Regions from separate parts of the Mus musculus genome. Here region 1 is linked to region 2. A link is a contact called in public HiChIP or PLAC-seq data. All regions are on one chromosome and are shown on one strand. Each heading gives the region's core, a stretch centred on a gene start, on an enhancer-like site or on the middle of the called end of the contact. The rest is flanking DNA. Distances are from core to core; before and after follow the strand shown. Region 1 overlaps Kif3a (kinesin family member 3A). Region 2 holds the start of Septin8 (septin 8).

Evidence for each region. HiChIP or PLAC-seq counts read pairs in DNA pulled down with a chosen protein or histone mark.
Region 1: a contact with region 2 is called in an H3K4me3 HiChIP or PLAC-seq map of the SCID.adh cell line, with 16 read pairs. The contact joins the enhancer-like site here to the promoter of Septin8 in region 2. A contact is called at or near these places in 1 of 39 promoter capture datasets (the C10 cell line), 1 of 15 datasets of contacts at CTCF or cohesin (CD8 T cells), 4 of 484 Hi-C or Micro-C datasets (the G1E-ER4 cell line, the HL-1 cell line, embryonic stem cells and 1 more), 7 of 115 datasets of contacts at active chromatin or transcription factors (the SCID.adh cell line, embryonic stem cells, memory CD8 T cells and 2 more) and 4 of 9 other capture datasets (adipose tissue, embryonic tail, liver and 1 more).

What each region holds. Positions count from the first base shown.
Region 1 is chr11:53,589,659-53,592,994 of GRCm38.p6, reverse strand. Kif3a (kinesin family member 3A) reads right to left here. Exons shown (of 18, transcript NM_008443.4): 10 at 2,270-2,278. Among named protein-coding and RNA genes, the nearest start is that of Kif3a, 24 kb to the right of the region's middle. Within about 2 kb of position 1,959, at least 29 of the 459 cell types and tissues checked have an H3K27ac peak or open chromatin away from gene starts, as enhancers often do. A contact at or near this core is called in CD8 T cells, the G1E-ER4 cell line and the SCID.adh cell line, where this site is marked.
Region 2 is chr11:53,517,933-53,521,135 of GRCm38.p6, reverse strand. Septin8 (septin 8) reads right to left here and starts at 1,400. Exons shown (of 10, transcript NM_001347496.1): 1 at 1,097-1,400. The coding sequence starts at 1,126.

The sequences.
Region 1 (3,336 bases), core at 710-3,209, 71 kb before region 2:
GAAAGCTGCCCTGATAAGTCACAAATGGGCCACCAAAGTAACTTACTATGTCAAACTAGATCCTCAAAGTCCCTAACTCATATTAACCATGCCAAGTATGACGTCAGCAGAAGTGCTATGAGCTACTAAGGCTAAAAAGCAGCTTCCAACTGACAGCAACGTCCTAATGTGTGCAGACAGATGCAGCTTGCTCACACGAAGTTCACCAGTGAATCTCAAAGTCATGAAGTTATATGAAAACAAATAACAAAGAAAACAAGCGCTACCTCAGTGGTTCTGAAACTGAGCAAATGACAATTCATTTGTGGTTGATGCAAGTTCTTAGAATTGTGTTCCTTCAGAACAACAAGCGTTTCAGAGAACTGTCAGGCCTGAGGCTCTCCTGAAAGCTTGTCATTCTCTACTTCCTTCCCAAGGGACAAGGACAGAGGATGATAAACTAATACCTCTACCCCAAATCCAGCCCTCCTGCTGAGAAGGAAAAGGAACCGAAAACCAATGGCAAGGGGACTACAGATCTAAGCAGACTCTTGCAGGAGCCGTGAAAGGCAGGACCATGCATAGGCTTTTTCAACTCTTACGACAAAATCACATTAGGAATTCAAGAGTTGAGCGGCATCGTTCCTTCTTCAGAACCAAAGACTAAAGCAAAATCTAAGCACAAACCAACGAGGAGCTCAGAGCTGGGACCCAGGGGCTGGGGTGGTGTGATTCACTGCACTCTGGGCCCGAGGCGGCCTGGGCCTAACGGCACAGCCATCTGCTTTGAACCTTCAGAATTATGCTGTACAGAATAGTCTTCACAAACAATTGAATTCTTACTCCCAATGAACTCCATGAAAAGACTTTCTATCAGCAATAATTTATTAAAAATTTGAGAAGAAAAGTCTAAGCTCAGGTTTACAGGAAGTACATACGCCTTAGATCATGTAACTTCCACCTCAGGGTTACAAACATTTAGAGAAAAATGGTAAATACGTTAAAACAAAAACAGCGTGTGTGGAAGGCCTGGGTACTAAGATCAGAGATGAGGTGTGCAGGTCAATATGGGAATGTAATTTTGGACTCATAGTGTTTTGTCTTGCTAATAGTTATAAACAGCTCCAAAAAACCCATTAGGAGGCAGTAATACAAAACAGGGCTGCATAGGAAGATGTATAAATGCTGTCTGTTGCTGAGGTGATTGTCTTACACAGTGATCCCTCCAAATCCGTGCTTTAGATGCAAGCGCCTCACCGTGCTCAAGAGGGTTTCATGAAGACACTGAGCACACAGCTAGGGTCAGTTCAAAGGTCCACACATTCAAGTCCCATGTGGCTCTAGCCAGAATCACTGTGACAAGTCACATTATTTTTTTCAAGTAATACTTTAAGCTAAATGTGACTGTGTAAAAATTTGGTGACCAAGAGTAACTTTTACATAGATCTTTAAGGAATAAATTTGTATCCCGTGCTCCCCTAGATATAAGCCTTAGCTTCCAGTAGCCTGCTCTCCACTGGGGGATGCTGTGAGGAGCCTGAAGCAATCTGCCTTCTGTGCCCTCAATGGGTACTTGGACCGCTCCAATGGCATAAGAGTCTACATATGCTTCTGAAGAGATTTTTTTTTTAAAGGAGATGGGGGCGTAGCTCAGTGCTTGGCCACCATGTGCAAAGCCCTGGGCTCATTCCCGGGACCACACGCAGTTTCACCAACCAAATCAATTAAAAAACAAAACAAAACATCGACCACAAAACCTCCAGAAGGTTTGGAAAAACCCAACCTCAGAAACTTTTCTAGTTTTCACTGATAAAATTTAGCACAAAAAGTTTAAGTAAATAAATCTAAAAAGGCATGTTGTGAGTATAAAAAGTATTTAGCTAAGTCAAAGAGAAGTAGTGAGCCTTCCAGTGCCCTGTCTGCCAGGGGCCACCGAAGTGAAGGTGACCTGATGGGGTGGGCATGGGTAGAGCTGCAGGAAGTGACAACCCGACTAATGTCACATGTGTCACAAGAACCCATGGTGTAGGCAATAAAAACTGACTCTTGGCCTTCAAAAGAGGAGGAAAATGCTGTCAAATCAGGTACAAGTACATTTTCAAAAACTGACTTAATAGGTCTTTAAGGATTTAGGGGAGAAGGCTTTTAAAATAGCTAAAATGGAATTGTTTTAAAAAGACAGATACTTACCTTGTAAAAATTATTAAAATAAAAAAGTCAAGTACTTAAATAAAAGGTCTTGAGAAAATGAGTGAGCGCACCAGGTGAAGTGCCAGCCAATCACACCAACCTGCTTGGTCTTGCAAAGCAGCGGTAAGGTAAGCGAGCCGCAGACAGGAAGCGTGTGCACAGAGATGGGGAGGGAAGAGAGGAAAACATTATTTCCTTTGTAAAACAGAGAAAACGTGTAACAGCACTCATTTAGCACGAGCACAGACATGAATCAAATAATCAAAACTGAAACAGAGCCGACAGAAAAAAGAAAGCATGTTCGTTCGGTAAGACAAGCACGAATGCTAGCCTCAGTTCACCCTGTGGTTCCCGCGCAATCTCAGGTGCCCACAGCGCCCCCTGCAGGTGGTACCGCTCAGAGCATGTGCTTATGCTGATGGGTGACAGACATGGAATTGGGAACCTGCTAAGACCTGGAAAATAGCTAGAAGGGCAAACGAAGTCAATTTTTAAAATTAGTAAATTAAAAGTAGCAAAGCTCTCATTGTCCATTTCCAAAATTTCCCAATTCAATGTTTTTTCTTCCTATATAAAAACCCATTACAGGTGTCCCCCATTTAAAGAAAATCTACCAGGTAGACCTGAAGCAACAAAATAGATAAACTAATTTACAGTAGTTTATACTGATCATGTGACTAACAAAAGGATTAATGAATTTTAAAGGCATTCAGTTCATAATATTTTATTTTCCAACTTGATTTGTAAGCAGCTCTAGTTACATAAAATGAAGTGCACCTGTATAGTAGCAAACTCCCATTCCGCCTATGGTGGATTGTTCTGGGTACTTAACGACTAGAGAAGAAAATGACAACTGATGATTCAAGCAAGGGACACTGAGCGGCCATTTGCATTTTTTAATGGGAGGGGGCATACACACAGTTAACACAGCACCCACATGCTCTCCACTCCCCAACACATCCATGTTACAACAACAGAAAGTAAGTGTTCACTATGCAAACAGCAATTAAAGCTTCTTGAATTGGAAAGAAAGGTCTTGAATTGAATAAGGTACAACTCATTTCACAACCCACTTTCATGTAGCTACTCTCTAAGAATGTAAGTTTTAGAACAGAAAACTGGAGAACAATGCTGCTGCCTGCTCAGGTACTTCTCTCACTTCACAGT
Region 2 (3,203 bases), core at 151-2,650:
AACTTACTTAACAGACACACAGCCCCCTCCCCAAGGGGCACAGAACACACCAGTCTACACATTATGAAAGCTCCTGCTTTGTTATGCATATTCGCAAAGACCAACAAATGTATTTTCAGATTAAAGAAGAAATTTGCATATATAAATTCAGATGACAGTATTTATAGCAAAATTACATAAGTCCTGGCTCCCTTATTTAGCCCCAGAACCAATTCGTTATCGGTCACACATTCAGAATTCTCCCTCCCTCCAACAGCCCTGGGCCCTCCTCCACCTCCTCCCTCTCTTCCCCTCCTCCCCTTCCAGTCGACCAGGGCCTCACATGCTGGCAAGAGGACACAGCTTCCTTCACCGTCACAGCCTAGCCTCCCAGACACACCCAAATCCAGCCTTAGACACCAAGAGTGCAGACAACCCCCAAAAGGCCTCCCTCCGCATGCTATAGCCTGGCTCAAGTCCACAGACACCCCCCTTAGGACCACCAAGGGGCGTCAGCCTAGAGAGAGGCAGGTCCAGACTGGGGCCCAAACAAACACTCAATGGTTTGGATCTGGAATCACTTCAGCTCCTGGGAATGGCTGCCGCAGAGCCAGAGCCAACCACTGAGGCCCTGGACCTGTCTGGAGTCGCACCCAGGATCCAGGTTCCCGGGAGGGCAGTGGAGGAGATGAGCAGCGAGCCTGGGTTCTTCCAACCCAAAGTCTGCAACTCCCCTGAGCTCTTTCTGGAATGTGTGTGTGTGCTGGGGGGTAGAAAAATCCCTGGATCCCTGGGGCTCCATCCTCACTCTTTGCACCCAGATAACAGCACCTGCGCGGCAAAGGCAAGTACCCAGAGGTGCAGGAACACCCTGGGAGAGAAGAGTCGGGGGCGTCCGGGATCCTCCCCTCTGGACACGAGTCTTGTCTTCACACCTGCCCCGATCAGCCCAGATCTTGGCTTCTTCCCGCGAAAGAGCTCACATCGCGCGAAGCCCAACACTCTGAGACACCCTCCCGGGGTTAGCTCCCGGGTCCCGGGGTTCGAGGCCCCGCCGCGCGGTGCTGACAGCCCGCCTCGCGCCCCCTCCCGTGCCCCTGCGCGCCACAGGCCTCACCGAGACGCGTTCCAAGTCGGTGGCCGCCATGGCGAGCTGCGCACCGGGCGGGCGGGTTGCGGGGAACGCCGGGGCCGCGGCGGGGATGAGCCGGCTGCGGGACGCGCTCCGCCCGGGCGGCTGCGGCTGAATGGATCCAATATGGCCACTTCCTGGAAACTCCCCTTGGCGGCGGCGGCGGCGGGAGAAGCCGCGGAGCCGGCCCCGCCCCCGCCCGCGGGACCGGCCTCCCTACCCGGCTCGGCCCCAGCACAGCGCACTCCCCGCGGCTGGGACCGACGGGGGTCTCCGCGGCTTGGCAGGAGGTACTAGCTGCGGGTGCTGCTGGGACTTGTAGTCTGTGAGGTGGGGGGCCCGGACTGCCACGTCTGGGGGACCCGGGCCTCTCCGAGGCCTGCTGAGTGTCCCTTGGAAGCCAGATTAGTGCATAGCACAGAGGGGTGCTACGTGTGCCCTGGGAGTTCTGCCTCCAAGCTGACTGTCTCTACAGGAACCTGCAAACGCACTGGGACCACCGATCGGATGGTTCATGCGCTGCAGGTCCGAGAGAGATCCCTCAGCCTCTTCTGCCTGTGCCATAGGTCCCACCTGATGCTCTAAGCTGGAGCTAGGGCGGGAGCCCTGGGCTGGACCGGTGCATCCTGCCAGGCAGCCTTTGGCTCCTTGCGCAATGATGAACCGGAGAAAGATGCAGTTTGGGAAGCGGACTCGACATCTATGCGCAGCATACTGCTAGTGATCCTCACCCTGCTTGTCCCACGAGTTTGGAGTTATGGCATTATGCAGAGAGGAACTTGGTTCTCACAGTACGCACATCTTCGCCAACCATACCACTCAAAAAAAAACCTACACAAACGTCTCAAGAGGCTCCGTAAACTTTTTCAGTGACTACAAGATCTAGCTCGCCCCGTCTTCTTTTCCCTGCCTTTCCCTAAGGTCTCCCTGATAGTAAGGCAAACTTTGCCTCTGTCCCTCCACTACCCACGAATGTGCATCCCACCCCCAATATCTTCTTGAGAAACAACCCTGTCCTCCCCTCAGTGGAAACGTATGCCTGCTGGAGGTATCTGGAGACCACATCTGGACTTGGCACACCCCGTGCTGTGGAACACTTCCTGTCCCCTCCATAGAGTCAGTCTCTCTCTCTCTCTCTCTCTCTCTCTCTCTCTCTCTCTCTCTCTCTGAAGAGAGAAGAAGCTTTTCCCTTCTTTCTTTACAAACCATGTCTTGTCTCCAAGGTACCCAGCTGAAGTATCTTGGAGTTCTTAACAGTGTTTTTATTTTGTTGGATGCTCCACCGTGCTGTTGTTCCTTGTACGTTCTCTGACAAGAAATGTGGCCCCGTGCAGCTCAGTTTGGTAGAGTGCTTGCTCGCTAGCGTGCAGGAAGCCCTGAGTTCTGTCCCCAGCACTGCATAAGCCAGATGTGAGGGGCACATTTATAATCCTAGTATTTGGAAGTTAGAGGCAGGACAGTTCAGAGTTCTAGTCATCCTCCATTATAAAACAAAATGGAGGCCAGTCTGGTGACCCCCCCCCAAAGAAAGAAACAAGACACCCCCCAAACAAACAAGCAAACAAACACCTGGGGTCACAGCACAGTGGTTAGAGTGGGGAGGTGGATTAGTGATGAACTTTCCTGTTTGAATCACATCCCACACCCAGCTTCTTAACCTTACTATGAAAGCTACTCTTCTGATGGCGTGTATCCATGAGCCAGCAAGGTGGCTCAGCGGGTAAAGTTGCTTGCCACCCAATCTGATGGCCTGAGTTCAATCCCTGGGATCTACACAATGGAGAGAACTGGGTCCCTCAAGTCTCTGAAAATGAAGAAAAACAAGCAAGGGGCTTTAAATTGTGATTGGAACCCATTGTTTGCTAGTGTCTCCTCTAGCCCTAATGTCTGACCCCGGGAGTGCATGGGAGAGCATGCGGAGTGCATGGGGAGAGCATGCGGGGTTGAGGATTCCATCATCTGAAACAGTTGCTGCAAGGAAACATGCAAGTTTCTCCTCGCTGCCTTTTTCTTTCTCACTCCTCCTTGGCCTTAGACTACCTTCTAAATGGCCTTTCATTTCCACTCGAGTGTTATTTCAAAACATCCACTT